Regions from separate parts of the Aphis gossypii genome. Here region 1 is linked to region 2. A link is a contact called in public Hi-C data. All regions are on one chromosome and are shown on one strand. The core of a region is the stretch at or near the end of the contact, and the rest is flanking DNA. Distances in the headings are between cores, read along the strand shown. Region 1 holds the start of LOC114122300 (peptidyl-prolyl cis-trans isomerase-like). Region 2 holds the start of LOC114122289 (copine-5-like).

Region 1 (7,025 bases), core at 3,141-5,640, 140 kb after region 2:
AGATTAAATATATATACATCAATATGACATTAGAGCTATAATAGCACTAATTCTAATGGTATATATTATGTTTTCTTATAAAATAATTTGGCACTGAATTAGTTCATATAAGAAAATGCCAAAAAAAAAGTAATTGCTAAAATAATTAATAGCGGATTATGAGAATTTAGATAAATTACAAGTGTCTGAAATGTCCGTCAATGTCAGCATTTTTAATATTTTTCGTTTGTATTGAATATTTACTTAAGATGTTTTGTTACTTCCTTAAAATAACCCTGGGCCCAATTAAAGTGTAGTACCCGAGTACTTTGGACCAGTCACTAGTGTTGGATCTAGGACATTTGATGACTGGGGCTAATAAAAATTTAGCGCCCTTACATAGTATTAGTGGGCGGGTTGTCAACACTTAGTAGAGTTAATTTGTAGTTGATTCCAATCCTAAGTATGATACAGTAAAAACTGTTTATGACACCGGTTGTAATGACCTTAGATTGAAAATCCCTGTAAAACTCTTATATGGAGTTATATAGACTCCTATTATTGGTTATGACAAACGGTTATTATAACCTATTTTCCTTGGTCCCTTGAATGTCATTATAAATGGTTTCTACTGTATTTCTAAAATTCAATTCCACCTTTATTTTTCAAATTGCTTATTTACAGTTAACTTAAAATCTAATATATACGGTTTAGTGTGAAGCAGGGTTTAAGGTATATCTTAAACCGTGATGTGAAGAATGTTCAATGAGTATAAATACTAAATGTGATACAAGTTAATAAGTGATACAGATGTCAGATACCTAGATGGGTGCGAGTTGGAAAACAATTAATCAACGTCATTAACATTAGGTATGTTATAATAAGTAGATCTTTAGAATTTTTAATTTATACAACTTGGTTTCATATTATATTATTTGATATCTTAAAGAGTAATATGATGTATGATTAAACTTTTAACTTATATTAATTATTTTAATCACTATCATTCACTATAGATCTGTACTCTTAGATTTATAGTTCTGTGATATAATTTCAATACATTTTTTTGAAAAATTCTTACTTTAGATTTTATAATGCACTAATGATATTTACTTTGCCAACAGAAATCACCCCTGAAAAAGAAGTGGATGACTTCTGTCATCAAGTATCGTTTATAAATATCTAATTATATGAATTCCGTACTCGATCGATAAAATTAATTTGTTTGTACTCTATTCTATAACCAGAATAACCACATAAACATAATATTATGTCCACAAAAGTTTAGATTGTTTAAAATATAAGAGAAAAAAAAATTTATATAATAAAACATTACACAAAATTCAAATGTATAACATCTCAATGAGCGTTTAAGTTAAATATTTCTACATTATCTTTTACTCAACATTGCATGGTTATAAATCATATTACTCTATATTCTTTAAAAACGAGAAAACATGTAAATTCTACACATCCTCAAAATACTCTAAAATAGAGACCAGTTTTATTTTGCTAAAATTCCAAGTACTACTCAAGTGTAGAATCATAACTTATTTTCTCAATATGTAGAAAAGGGGTTTCCAATCTTTTTTAAACGGCGGGCCAATGTTTTATAAGAAATAAGAAAATAATGAAATTGAAGAATAGAAAATTTATACTAATATCAAAGCATAAATTAGCTTGGTGAGCCATACCCGGCATACATGTTGTTAGCTGGAGATCTTTGGTGTCGAGTATTAAAGATTATGTCAGCTTAACATATTATTTTAGTTTTTCAATGACCAAATTACTATTGTATTGTTTCATGAGGTAAAATTTATTTACTCCAAGCAGTATCACACTAATTAACTTATTCTACGAGTTATAAATTGTGCACTTCATTAATGCTACATTGCCCTCAAATAAAAATGTTAAAATACGGTACAAAATACCCTAATTTACCAGTAAAATAAAAATTGTGCGGCCATGAAGCATTGAAACAATTTATTTTGAATTCAACAGTAGTAAAATTATAATCTATTATGTAGAAAATATTGGCATATTGGATACAAAAACATAGTTTTAAAAATTGGCAGGATTAAGAATTTTGGAAGGTTTACAAAGATGAATAAAAACCAAATATAATATTAACTATTTAGAATGTATTATCAATTTGTGTATCCAGAATACCACACAGATAAATGCATTAAACATTTTTAAGTAGACCACATATTTGACATTAATTATTGTTCCAAATTATTCAATTGATACGTTTGACATTTAAATGTAAAACAAAAAAATTAACTCAATTGTCCACAATTGGCGACAGTGATCTTTTTGGTAGTTTTACCACTCTGAGTACCATAGGACTCGATTTTCTTGACAACATCCATACCATCAACGATGGCACCAAAAACTACATGTTTGGTGTCCAACCACGATGTCTTAACAGTGGTAATGAAAAATTGACTACCATTTGTATTGGCCCCAGCATTGGCCATAGACAGGATACCTGAAATACATTTTATTTGTTAATAAAATTAATACATTTTTATTTGTTTACCAACTTCATATAACTATAAATAGTAGTGATGTAGTTGTTTCACAAGGTACAGACTAATAAAACAATTTTATTAAAACTAAATGCAATTGGAAATTAATAATGAGAAAAAAACATTTATTTTGATATTTTTAAATTAATTTAGGTATAGACGTTTTGGATTTACAAGAGCATTATAAAATATTTACACGGATCAACTAAAATTTTAATTTTAAATATAAAATGATAAATACAGGCAATTTTAAAATAGTATTGATTAAAAATAAACAATATCAAATTACTTTTTTAAACAATTATGTTTTTGCAAGAGTTTCAGCTAGTGAATTCATAATAAGATGAATAAAATTTTAACTTAAAAGTAACTCACCTGGACCGGTGTGCTTCAATGTGAAGTTCTCATCTTCAAACTTGTTTCCATAGATGGATTTTCCTCCAGTGCCATTATGGTTAGTGAAATCTCCACCTTGGCACATGAAGTTGGGAATGACACGGTGGAAAATGCTTCCTTTATATCCAAAACCTTTTTCGCCTGTACACAAAGCACGGAAATTTTCGGCTGTTTTTGGTACTACATCACTGCGGAGCTATAAAAAAGATTAGTATTGATTAATTATTATCCTAAGGAAAACCTACAATAGCAATTTCACAGTTATTTTATTTTTCAGATTGACAGAGGAGAAATAATCTCTTCAATCATCGCCATAGAGTAAAAAAAACAATGTATACCATACCAACACTCAACAGTTAAAATTCAACTAGTGTCGGCGTAAAACACGTGGTTTCTAATGAGAATTAAAATCAGACGTCTTGCCTCAGACTAAAATTCGTTCACTAATAGAAAATAAAAAAACAAGTCCTTAAAGAGGAACCATTACAAACACGTAACTCTCGTATTGTTAACAGATTTACCTCCTTTTGGAAAGTCCTAACTCTACATATTTCCAGTTACCGAAACAAAAAGATCAACGAAAATGTTTATTTACATTTAAATGGTATCTCCTAGACAGGATTTCAGTCGATGTTGGGGAGCAAGAGGTACTATCAAGGTATTTTGGACCCGTTCCAAACGTCAGAGACAAGAATGTTCGGCATTCCGTTGAGATCGAACGCAAATAAAAACAATTCCTTACTGTAATACTCTAATTGTCATCAAGGCGTCGGCCAAGTCACAGCAAAGCGTACAAGAACGTGAAAAACATGGGAATTTAAAAATCTGCTAGTCGAGGCGTGAGGAATATTGAAATTCGGCGAGAAAACCACGTATGGTTAACGGAGAAGATACCTGTACGCGTTCTCATTCTATTCGGCGTTTGAAAACCAAATTGAAAACAGGCCGAACAGAAAAATTCTCAGCGTCAACACTTACCTCGATAGTGATGCGGCCCAATTGCTCACCATCGGCACTCATGTCGAAGAACACTTTCGGGAGACTCATCTTGGTAGATGAAGCTTTTGATTTCGTTGAGTATAAAAGGAATGAAGCAAGACCTCCGGTGTACGAGTGATTCGGAGCGGAGCAGTACTGGAATTGTCGGCGGGTGAACAAGCGAAACGTGGTGGACGCCATTGTGTTGCTTTCGTCCGGTTTCGAGGTTATACAGCACACAGACGCTACAACGTCCAAGGAGAATGGAAACTCGTTAGCGACTGCTGACTAGCGACTGTGCGCGGCGCGCGCGCCTATCATGATTTACATTCGTAAAACGCCGGTCCTTAGGTCATCGTGACGGGGTCAAAATGTCAAATACAGTAGCAGTACGTCGATAAACAGCAGGCTGTTAATACTTTTAAACTCAAATACTTAATGTCCGTTCCCCGTTATTTAAGTTTTTAGGCAACTTGCCGATTGTCGTTACGCTGGCTGAGTCGGCGTGCCCCTGTCCCAGTAATTTTCAATGAGCCCCAACATCCCATTCGAATTTTTACAAAGAATGAATTGTATTTTGTTGCACTGCAATAGTTTTATTTACTTATTTTAAATAATTATACATTTACACACATGAAACAGAAAAATAATATTCCTTGTTGTAAAAAAACAAATTAACTAAATAGGTACCTAATATTTATTATACATCATCAAAATGGTATACCATAAGTCATAATATTATATTAAAAAAGAGGTGTGTTTAAAATATTATTTTGTAAATTGTATTATTAAAACAATTTTATATTTATGTATTATTGACTAGGTATTATATTTGTTATTTCATTATAACATTACCTATATCGATTATTATTAGGTAGGTATAACATTTATATCGAAACGATTATCAATAGGTATGTGACATAACGTGTTCGACTGCCAATCGTTACAAAAATAAAAGGTAACACCTAAAATCAAGTATTTATTGGACAAATACGGACATTTTGAAAAATCTCATAAATACAACACATTTGCAATTTGCATATTCCTCTAATATTTTCACAAATCATCGAATAACCAATAAACCATCATTGTTCCAATCACAATCTAAAATGTAAATTAAAATATAGTATTTTATTCTTGCCCGTGGTAATTACTAGATGTACATAATTATGTCGTGTTGGAAAACAGAATATTATGCAATATTAAGACATGGCTATTGATAAATAAGAATTTAAAAGTTTCTAAAGTTATGTAGTAAATAGAATGTTCAAAATTTGAAACACATTGCATGTTGAAAAAAACTACCTATAATAATCATATAACACAATTCTAAATTTAATATTATTTGGTTACAACGCACAAATTCAATAGAATACCTACCAAATAGTAACTACTAATTTTGTGTAAAACGTTTTTTCTTGTCTTATATTATAAATATGACACGATGTCGGATGCAGAGATCTTCTCTACATCATGAAATATTATCTTATAACCTTATTTGCAAAAAATGTACAACTTACCGAGCGTAGTAATATTTAATAGCCCTTGTGTAATGAGTGTATTTTTGTCTCCTATATCATAAAGAATGTATTATAAATCATTTATATTTTACAATAAATGCATAACATTTTTGTAACCTACTAATTACGATATACTAACATACTTTTTAATTCTTGTTCATTAAATGGATTGTATTAAGTAGGTAAAATATCAACATAATACTAAACAATTAAGTGAATGAACCAAAAAATAAGTATGACTTGATAAAAATAAAATAATATTCCTGCATAAAAACAAAATGTATGTTACTTTATTGCTTTATACAATTTAACCAAATACCTGCAATATTAATAAAGCATAAACAGAAAATGTTGAAATACTAACATTTTTGAATTTCACTGCTTTGTATTTTATATTTTTAGTTTTAACCTATAAGGTTTAGTTTATACTCAATACCCAGCTGTAATAAGTTATAGTAGGTAATGTAAAATATACAACTTGCCAATAACTACCAACTTCATTATATTGCACCATGTAAATTTATAATAATTATTAAAATATTTTTAGATACTTCTGATAGGTAACTAGATGTTTGTATATTATATAGTAGAATCTGCTTAATTGGGAGACATTGGGCAGTGACCTATTTGTCCCCATTATCTAAATAACCAATAAACCGAAACTATTAAAGTGCATATACTTAACATAACAACTCTATTGAAACATACCTAGTTAATTCAAATACTTTTTATTATATCGTAAATTAATTAATTGATTGTACATGTTCGTCATAAAGTAATGTTGTACCTAGGTATGTAGGCTAATTGATTCTTATTTTCAAAAAGTACATGGCAGTAGGAGAAAATGAAATGATTTACAAAAATTAAATAATTAACAAAATGTACATGTATGTATGTATATATGAGTTATAAATATTAGATAGTTAGTTTTGACATGTTGGGTTAAAACATCAAATTAGACAATTTTATCTTTGCTCCTTAACTATTTGTAACCGAAAGTTTACCTCCAATAAATGAAGTTAAATTACCTAAAATAAATACATTCGTTTGGAACTAAGCTAATTTGTCCCCATTAAACGGGTGTTTCCTTATGTAGTATCCCAATTAAACGGATTCTTCTATACTTCAATATTTATCTTTCGAGTGTTAGATGAGCACTTATTTGGATACATACATTTGAATAATTGATGAGGTTAATCATATAATTTATTTAATTGAGAGGTAAAATAATTTAACATCAGTTTTTTTAATTGCTATTTATTAATTTTTTTTAGCCACTGTTGTAACACTAGATGAAAAAAATGTAGAAGAGAACTAGTTAATAACTGTTAATGTTTTTTTTTCTTCATCTAAAAATTATCATCAGCTTGTTATAATTTTCTAAACAATTCAAGATATTCATACATAAGTGTAAAAAAAAAATTATAAGAAAATAGGAGAAAATTAATTACATAATAAAAAAAATGGAATGTTTCACTTAATGAATTAAAGTTAACATAAAATTCAGCATATTTTTTAATGAAAATGTTAGTAACAGAATGTTTGTAAAAAAAATGCTTAAAGTTCTCCACAATTAGCTACAACAACTTTCTTTTTGGTCTCTCCTGTATCAGTTCCATAG
Region 2 (7,112 bases), core at 2,878-5,377:
TAAGTGTTATTAATAATTAGTTTTTTATAATTAAAACACAACATAATATATAATGAATACTTACATCACAACATGGTGATGATATTCTTGTTACCAACATTATTGGCATGTTTTCTTTTTTTTGTGATCTTTTTTGTTTCCTAAGCCGTTTTCTTTTTTGTGTCTTTTTTTCTTTTTTTGAAAATTCATTGTAAAATTGATCTAACTTGGTAAATCCTTGTTTTACTTCAATGGCAGTCTACAAAATAATGTATTTAATTATGAAATCTATTTTACTATATTGAAGAAAATATTTAAATGATTATTATGTACTTCAAATCTTCTGGCAAGACCATCAATGGCTGCTGCTGCCAGAACTTGGCAAGTATATTGTTCTTCTCTAATTCTTAATTGTATTCTATGTAATCGTTCATATACACAAATACCCAAACATGTTAAAACCTCTTCTTGAGCAATCTCTATAGTTTTAGCATGGCGTTCCCTACGACTAATGTTACTTCATGAATATTTTGACAAATATTTTACTAGTATACAACTTACTTTCCCATTAATTCTGGTTCAGCACGACTGATCAATGCACCAATATAATTAATATCAGTGTCTAAATGGACGTGTTTATCCCCAACACATCTTTTAATACCTGCATAAAGTTCTTCTATATAACCTTTTTCTTTGGACGGATCTTCTTCTTCAATAAGTAATGCATATGCTTTCATCACTTTTGTACGACAATCACCACAAAATCTAATAAGCAATATTTAAATTAAATGTGAATATATAATATAATAAATAAAAGTGGAAACTTTTCATATTTAATAAGCTAATATCAACAGCAAAAAATAGTGAAATTGTAACACATAACATAAATTTTATTATGATTACTATTTAAAAGATGTTATTTTTGTTGCTGAAAATGAAAAGTTTATATGATTTTATATACAAGGTACTTAAAAATGTATATTAACAACATAGAAAATTGAACTAATTGTTTTTCCTATAATTAAAGACAAAAATAAGGTTTGTTAATTATTGACTCTCAAACATATACTGCAGAAAACTATTAATTATAACAAAAACTTGAGGTTATTAAAATAATTTCTAAATTATTATTTTTCATAAAGGTTAAAAAATGTCAAACTGATACTTAATTGTAAAATTAATAAAATAATAAGTTTATAAATTCCTTTAAAAACAATGCTATCTTGAATTTTTTTATTGAATATTTTAATTATGTTACATGTATGAGACATCACCGACACAGGTATAAATTCAAATTAAAGACAATATTGATAATTTAGATATTCTTATCTGATATGAGAAGATACTTTAAAAATGTATTTAAAGTATAAGAAATATTAATGAATTTACGCAATTACAAATTAATATATAAAATGAATATGGTATTTGGAGCATTTTAAATACTTTAAAAGATACTTTCATGAAATAGATTAAATAGAATATTTAGCTATAAAACGAAAAAGAGTCTAATCCTATATATATAAAAAATAAATTATAATAACCTATGTTTTCTGAGGTAATTATCCAGTGTGCTCAATAAACTACTAGCTTCTATAAGCACTATTTCATCTCTACATGGTTCAGTCATATGTCTCCATATATCTTGCCATCCACTTGCCATGGGTCGGACAAGTCTTTGGGACTCAAGGGAATGGTAAACACATCTTTTACTTTTTTTTGATTGCCTTCGACTTGATGCAATTGATGATAAACGATTCCTTTAAAAAATATTTTGACAATTAATTATCTAAAAAACATGTTATTGAAATTAGATTAAATTACCCATTGGTGTTCTGAAGTAAATTATACATGCACCTTTCTTCATCATAAAATTCATATCTTATAGAAATAAAGTTGCTATTAACTACAACAAGAGGAAACAATGCATTTTGACCAAGTTTGGCCATTTCACCAAATAATTTTTCAGCGCTGAAATATAAAATTTCATAATAATGTAATTTACTATTTTAATTCAACTTCTACTCATACATATAGGTTACGTAACTCTTAAGTAATTTTAACATATTAAAAAAACAAGATAAAAGGTACAGAAAATAAAATGATAAAAAAATTGAAACATAATATATACCTTTAAAATTGTGTAAAAATGGAATTTAGAGTAAACCTTGAAATTAAAAAGTTTATATTAAGATATGGAATAATTAAGTAATTGAATACAAATTTAATAAATTATAACAGTTTAAGATTGTACATCAATTTTTGCATTAAAAATAAAAACAGAAAATGAAAAAACTATTATAAGTTCCAACCAATTATAACTAAGACATGGGTTGAAAAAAAATTCCCAGCAAATGAATAAAATAGCTATTTTAATTAATCTTTTCCAAATGTTATACAATTATTAGAAAATTAACATTAAAATTGATTAATATTTAATGTAAATAAATATTTTAATAGGTAGTTGATAAAGTTTAATTTCTTAAAAAACAAAAATATCGACAACATAAATAATATCTTTAAACGGTACCTAATTAATAAAGTTTTAAACCCCATTTTAAACATTTATATAAAAAACTGTGTCTACAAAGGCATTAGATCAGAATTATTGATGAAAGATCAACTTTATCATTTTACTGATAATGATCATGTTAGCAGCCAACAATTAAGATTAATTAACTTTAAAATATAATGGAACCAAACCTACCTTCTACGGCATCCAACACAGTCGATACTTTCACTCATTATATCTAATATTTCTTTAATGGATACTTTCAATACATCTTGCAATTCGCGTTTGTTTAGCATGCGATATTTTTTCACAAAACTATCCAAAGATTGAACTTTTAATGGTGGTACTTGTTTTACTTCTTGTACCAAATCTTCGTTGCTAAGATCCATCACCAACTGTAAACAAAAGACAGTCAATTACATAAGAAATCATAGGTCACAGATATAAAACAACAATACAAGTATTATAAGTATCATAATTTAATCTAGTACAACGCAAGACTAAAAACCAACTAAAAATAGTATTGTTAAGCGCGTTGATTTAAATTTTAGAAACACCAAACATTATAGTAGGTAATAGACAATTAATAATGGCAATGCTTTTAAGAAACTTATCAAGAGGATTTGAAACAAAGCTGTTGAAACAGTTAGCCAGTAGGGATCGATGGTGAGCATTGGATTCTCCAATTTGAAGTGTTGAGGGGAACATGAGAATTTCTAGAAAAAACAATGGGGGAAACTCGGAGGACGAACTCACAGTCAAGTTCTCGTCGACTTGTAGGGGCAACTGCCTGTGCTTGAGCCGATGGTCCTTGCCCATTCTCATCACTTCCACCAGGTCGGGCATCCTCTCTGTTTGCAACATTTAAGATTGCTGTGTGGTCGCGATATAGTCACAGAATACCATTGACCTTATATACCTAAATATATATGTATATGCGTGAGCGTGTGTTGATATTATTATTATTAATAACACACACGGCTGGACGCGAACCGAGTACGGACGACGTAGATCCGAAAAACGAAGAAAACGTGAAAACGGCGTATGGGGCCTTTAACCGTTCGTTCTATACTCGTCCAAACGTACGAGGTTTATATGTTTTACACACGACGACGGCAAAAACTTGTCTTATTAAAAACGGGCGAAACACTGATGAGTACAAATCCGCCTTTAACGCGAGCGCGGTGTAGAAGTAGTAGAAGTACGTGCGACTGTGCGAGCAATGAGTGGCGGTGTTGATGACGGGAGGGAAATCGCCAATCGGGCGAAACGCACGGGGACGATCAACGTAGACTGGTATACAACGTCCTTGGAACCTGACGCACCAAAACTTCCAAAACGACCAAAACCAAACGGATGGCACCGAATCCCGCAGCACACGGTCCGATCGTCCTGAGGTCCCTGAACGTCGAATGACAGCGCGCCCGTCTTCAAAATATCGCCGTCGACATTATTTTCGCAGGTCGATTCGTCCCTCCGCTGCCTGGACGTGGACTTGAGTAAAGTTGACGTCACGTAAAACCCATTCTCCTTGGACCCGACAGCTGCCGCCGAAGCTGTGTTATCACCCGCCCAACCCGTATTGTCACGTTATCAGACATCGTGTTGTTGTAGTGGTCCACTGGTTCGTGTTTTTTTTCGTCCTCTCCTAATAATACATTCTTGTTTTCGTTAGAAAATAGCAATGTTATTATTATTATTATTATATTCCATCGCTGTCTCCGGTCTTCGCTGATAACGTTTCATTCGTGATAACGCAGGGAACACTTGTTAGTTGTTGTTAGGCGTAGTGAAATTATGTCTCATGACATAAAAGCTTAAACGTTTATCTATGCATAACTTATTGAATCACGTTCTACAGTTTATTTTAACAAATATTTACTAATAACATTCGTACGTCACATCTGAGTCATGGTCGAGTTAATCGTGGAATAGGTTTTTTTCTACACGCCATCATTTCATCGTTGTCTCTTTTTCGTTCTAAAAGCAAAACCCTCATCTTCGAAAAACCGTCACTATGGCCATGTTTAAGCCTGGTTCGTCAACCGAACCAACGTCTGAAATCGAACTGACATTATCTTGCAGGTGATTGTTTTGATTAATATTTTTTTTAAATATCTCAATGTGAAGTATGATAAACGTCTTAAAAACAAAAAATTGTGTCTGCTACGGTGTCGCTTATGTCAGTTTTGATTGTATTATGACATATATGCATTTAAAAAGTTATAGACATGATACGTAAATTGAATAAAAAACATCCCTCATATTTTAATCTTTTGATTATTCATTACTTTACTTAAGATTAGAAAAACCAATACCTAATACTTTAGGTATTTAATCAATATTTCTCACTTATATGTCTTATTCTTGTTTAATTCTTTACTAACAAGCTACTATACTATTGAATGATTCTATGTACATGTATAAACTATTTACTATTAAGCATTAGTTGTATATATTATGAGTTAAAAACCAGTTATGTTATTATAATACAATCAAGGGTAGAGCAAGTAGCCCTTACTTGCTAAAATTTTGATCGCCCCGATCACATCTCTTGGATTTTTTCTGGGTCAATTATCATAATCAACATGTAGTATAAAATATCACAAAATGAGTATTTTATTTTTGAAATTAAAAAAAAAAAATTTTTTTTTTTTTTTATCAAGTGATCTTTATTGCACTCAATTATGAATTACAATTGCTGTTTATGGCAAATAGTGGTGGGGCCAAGTATAATTTCAACCAAATTATTACTTTTTTGTAAAAATTAATTAATATTCATAGATTTCATAGATATAATAATTTCCAATGTGTTGTAGTTCAATATTTATTTTATAGAAGCTAGAAACATTTAAATTTATTAACATCCTAATATTATCAAATCAATGGTGACATTTTATTTATTAGAGAAAAATACTCTTGTTAATTGAAAACTTCACATTAATTTATTAAAATAAATGCTATTAGGTTCTAACTATCTATACTTAATTAATATTTTAATTTCTATGTTCATACCTATATAAGATAAAACACGTTACAAACAATACTCTAACAGATAATGAAACAAAACTTAAATTATATTCCCCCTCTTGATAAATTCCTACGAACGTCTTTGAATACTATTTAAATATTTATTATAATTAAAAACTATGTTAAGAAAATTTTTATGTTATTCCTTTATAACGAAGTATTAGTAAATATTAGTATGCTAAAAACAACTACTAATTAATATATAAGAGACAAAAAAAGATACTTCAGAAATGATTTTGTAAAGAGTTTACTATAGAACAAACACTAACAAAGTGTTTATATTTAATTTGTATGCATTTTTTATTATTAGTATAATGTCTAAAGTCTAAAGTTATTGGAGTATACCATAGTAACTACTTAGTTTTCTCATTTTAAAAACAACAATCTATCAGGACCAATATTACATTAACGGTGTATTTAATACCAATTATTATTAAATTTGATGTATTTGAGAATAAAATTAGCCTGAGGTATAATTAATATGCTAGATAGTATTTTATCTATAATATTGTTTCTATAAATATCAATTACAACCTATGTACCTATATACATGCATAATTGCTATCTGCTGATCATATTTTTGTGCTATTATTTATATTTTATTACATAGCTTTTAAAATTGTGTTTCGTCTATATTCTTATAATTGTCATTAAAATTTAAAAACGTATTCATAAATACAATTCATTATATTTATACAATTGTTGATTATAAAGAATAGGAATTACCTAATGTATATATATTATACCTTTTAATTTATAAAAGTTGTTTGTAATAAGTACCAACAATTTTCAAAAAATATGAAGAATTATATTAATTTTTTACATTAAGATTCTGCATACTACCTATATAATATAGTACTATAAAAATGGTAAATATATACAAATATGTTTTTTGTATAAAATATAATTTATAATATATGCTGAAAGCCTAATTTGGCATTAATAATGTATACCAAATTAGACTTATTAATTATTATTAAGTTTTGAACTTTTATTTAGTAATAAGCATAAAACTTATATTCTGGATTTAATTAGGGACTTGGTTATTATCATAATAATTATAATATGACTTTGTCATCTGTTTATTCATACTAAAATGTGAATAGTATTTACTTTATTGACGCATCTTGTGGGTAGGAGAGAAAAGAAGAAAATGCTCCAAACAACAAATTTTAGGGGTAGCAACAATAATGAATCATGGTCTAAAAAAAAAGACTATCATACTACATAAATGATGTAGCAAAATGTTTTATAGTATGTTAATATAAATTTGAATATTGTTTGTGAAATTTACCAGTTGTTATTTTCTATTAGTTATCTACAAACTGTGATTAATGGTCAAAATATTAAGAAATAGATAATAAAAATAAAAATATTGATTATGGTTTAGATTCTGATTTAAAATGGAAAATAATCTCGAAAATAATGCAACTAATTTTAAGGCGATCTTGAATAAAATTGTATCTGAACTCAACAATTATTTCATGAACTGTGAGAAGGCCAAAGGTTAACTAAGGCAAAGTACTGCAAGAAATATATTACCTATGACAACTTAGGAACATCAATTCCAAATTAATGTATCCACTTCAGGGCG

Evidence for each region. Hi-C and Micro-C count contacts between places; a contact is called where the count stands out from the background.
Region 1: a contact with region 2 is called in a Hi-C map of whole body, with 3 times the contacts expected there. The contact joins the promoter of LOC114122300 here to the promoter of LOC114122289 in region 2. A contact is called at or near these places in 2 of 2 Hi-C or Micro-C datasets (both in whole body).

What each region holds. Positions count from the first base shown.
Region 1 is chr1:47,413,518-47,420,542 of ASM2018417v2, forward strand. LOC114122300 (peptidyl-prolyl cis-trans isomerase-like) reads right to left here and starts at 4,391. Exons shown (of 3, transcript XM_027984919.2): 1 at 3,885-4,391; 2 at 2,886-3,102; 3 at 2,101-2,470. The coding sequence starts at 4,085. The coding sequence ends at 2,259. LOC114122284 (peptidyl-prolyl cis-trans isomerase-like) reads right to left here. Exons shown (of 3, transcript XM_027984893.2): 3 at 6,902-7,025. The coding sequence ends at 6,962.
Region 2 is chr1:47,276,649-47,283,760 of ASM2018417v2, forward strand. LOC114122289 (copine-5-like) reads left to right here and starts at 4,128. Exons shown (of 10, transcript XM_027984900.2): 1 at 4,128-4,573. The coding sequence starts at 4,506. LOC114122288 (gametogenetin-binding protein 2-like) reads right to left here and starts at 3,999. Exons shown (of 12, transcript XM_027984896.2): 1 at 3,245-3,999; 2 at 2,684-2,883; 3 at 1,801-1,947; 4 at 1,521-1,736; 5 at 541-744; 6 at 313-496; 7 at 65-238. The coding sequence starts at 3,352.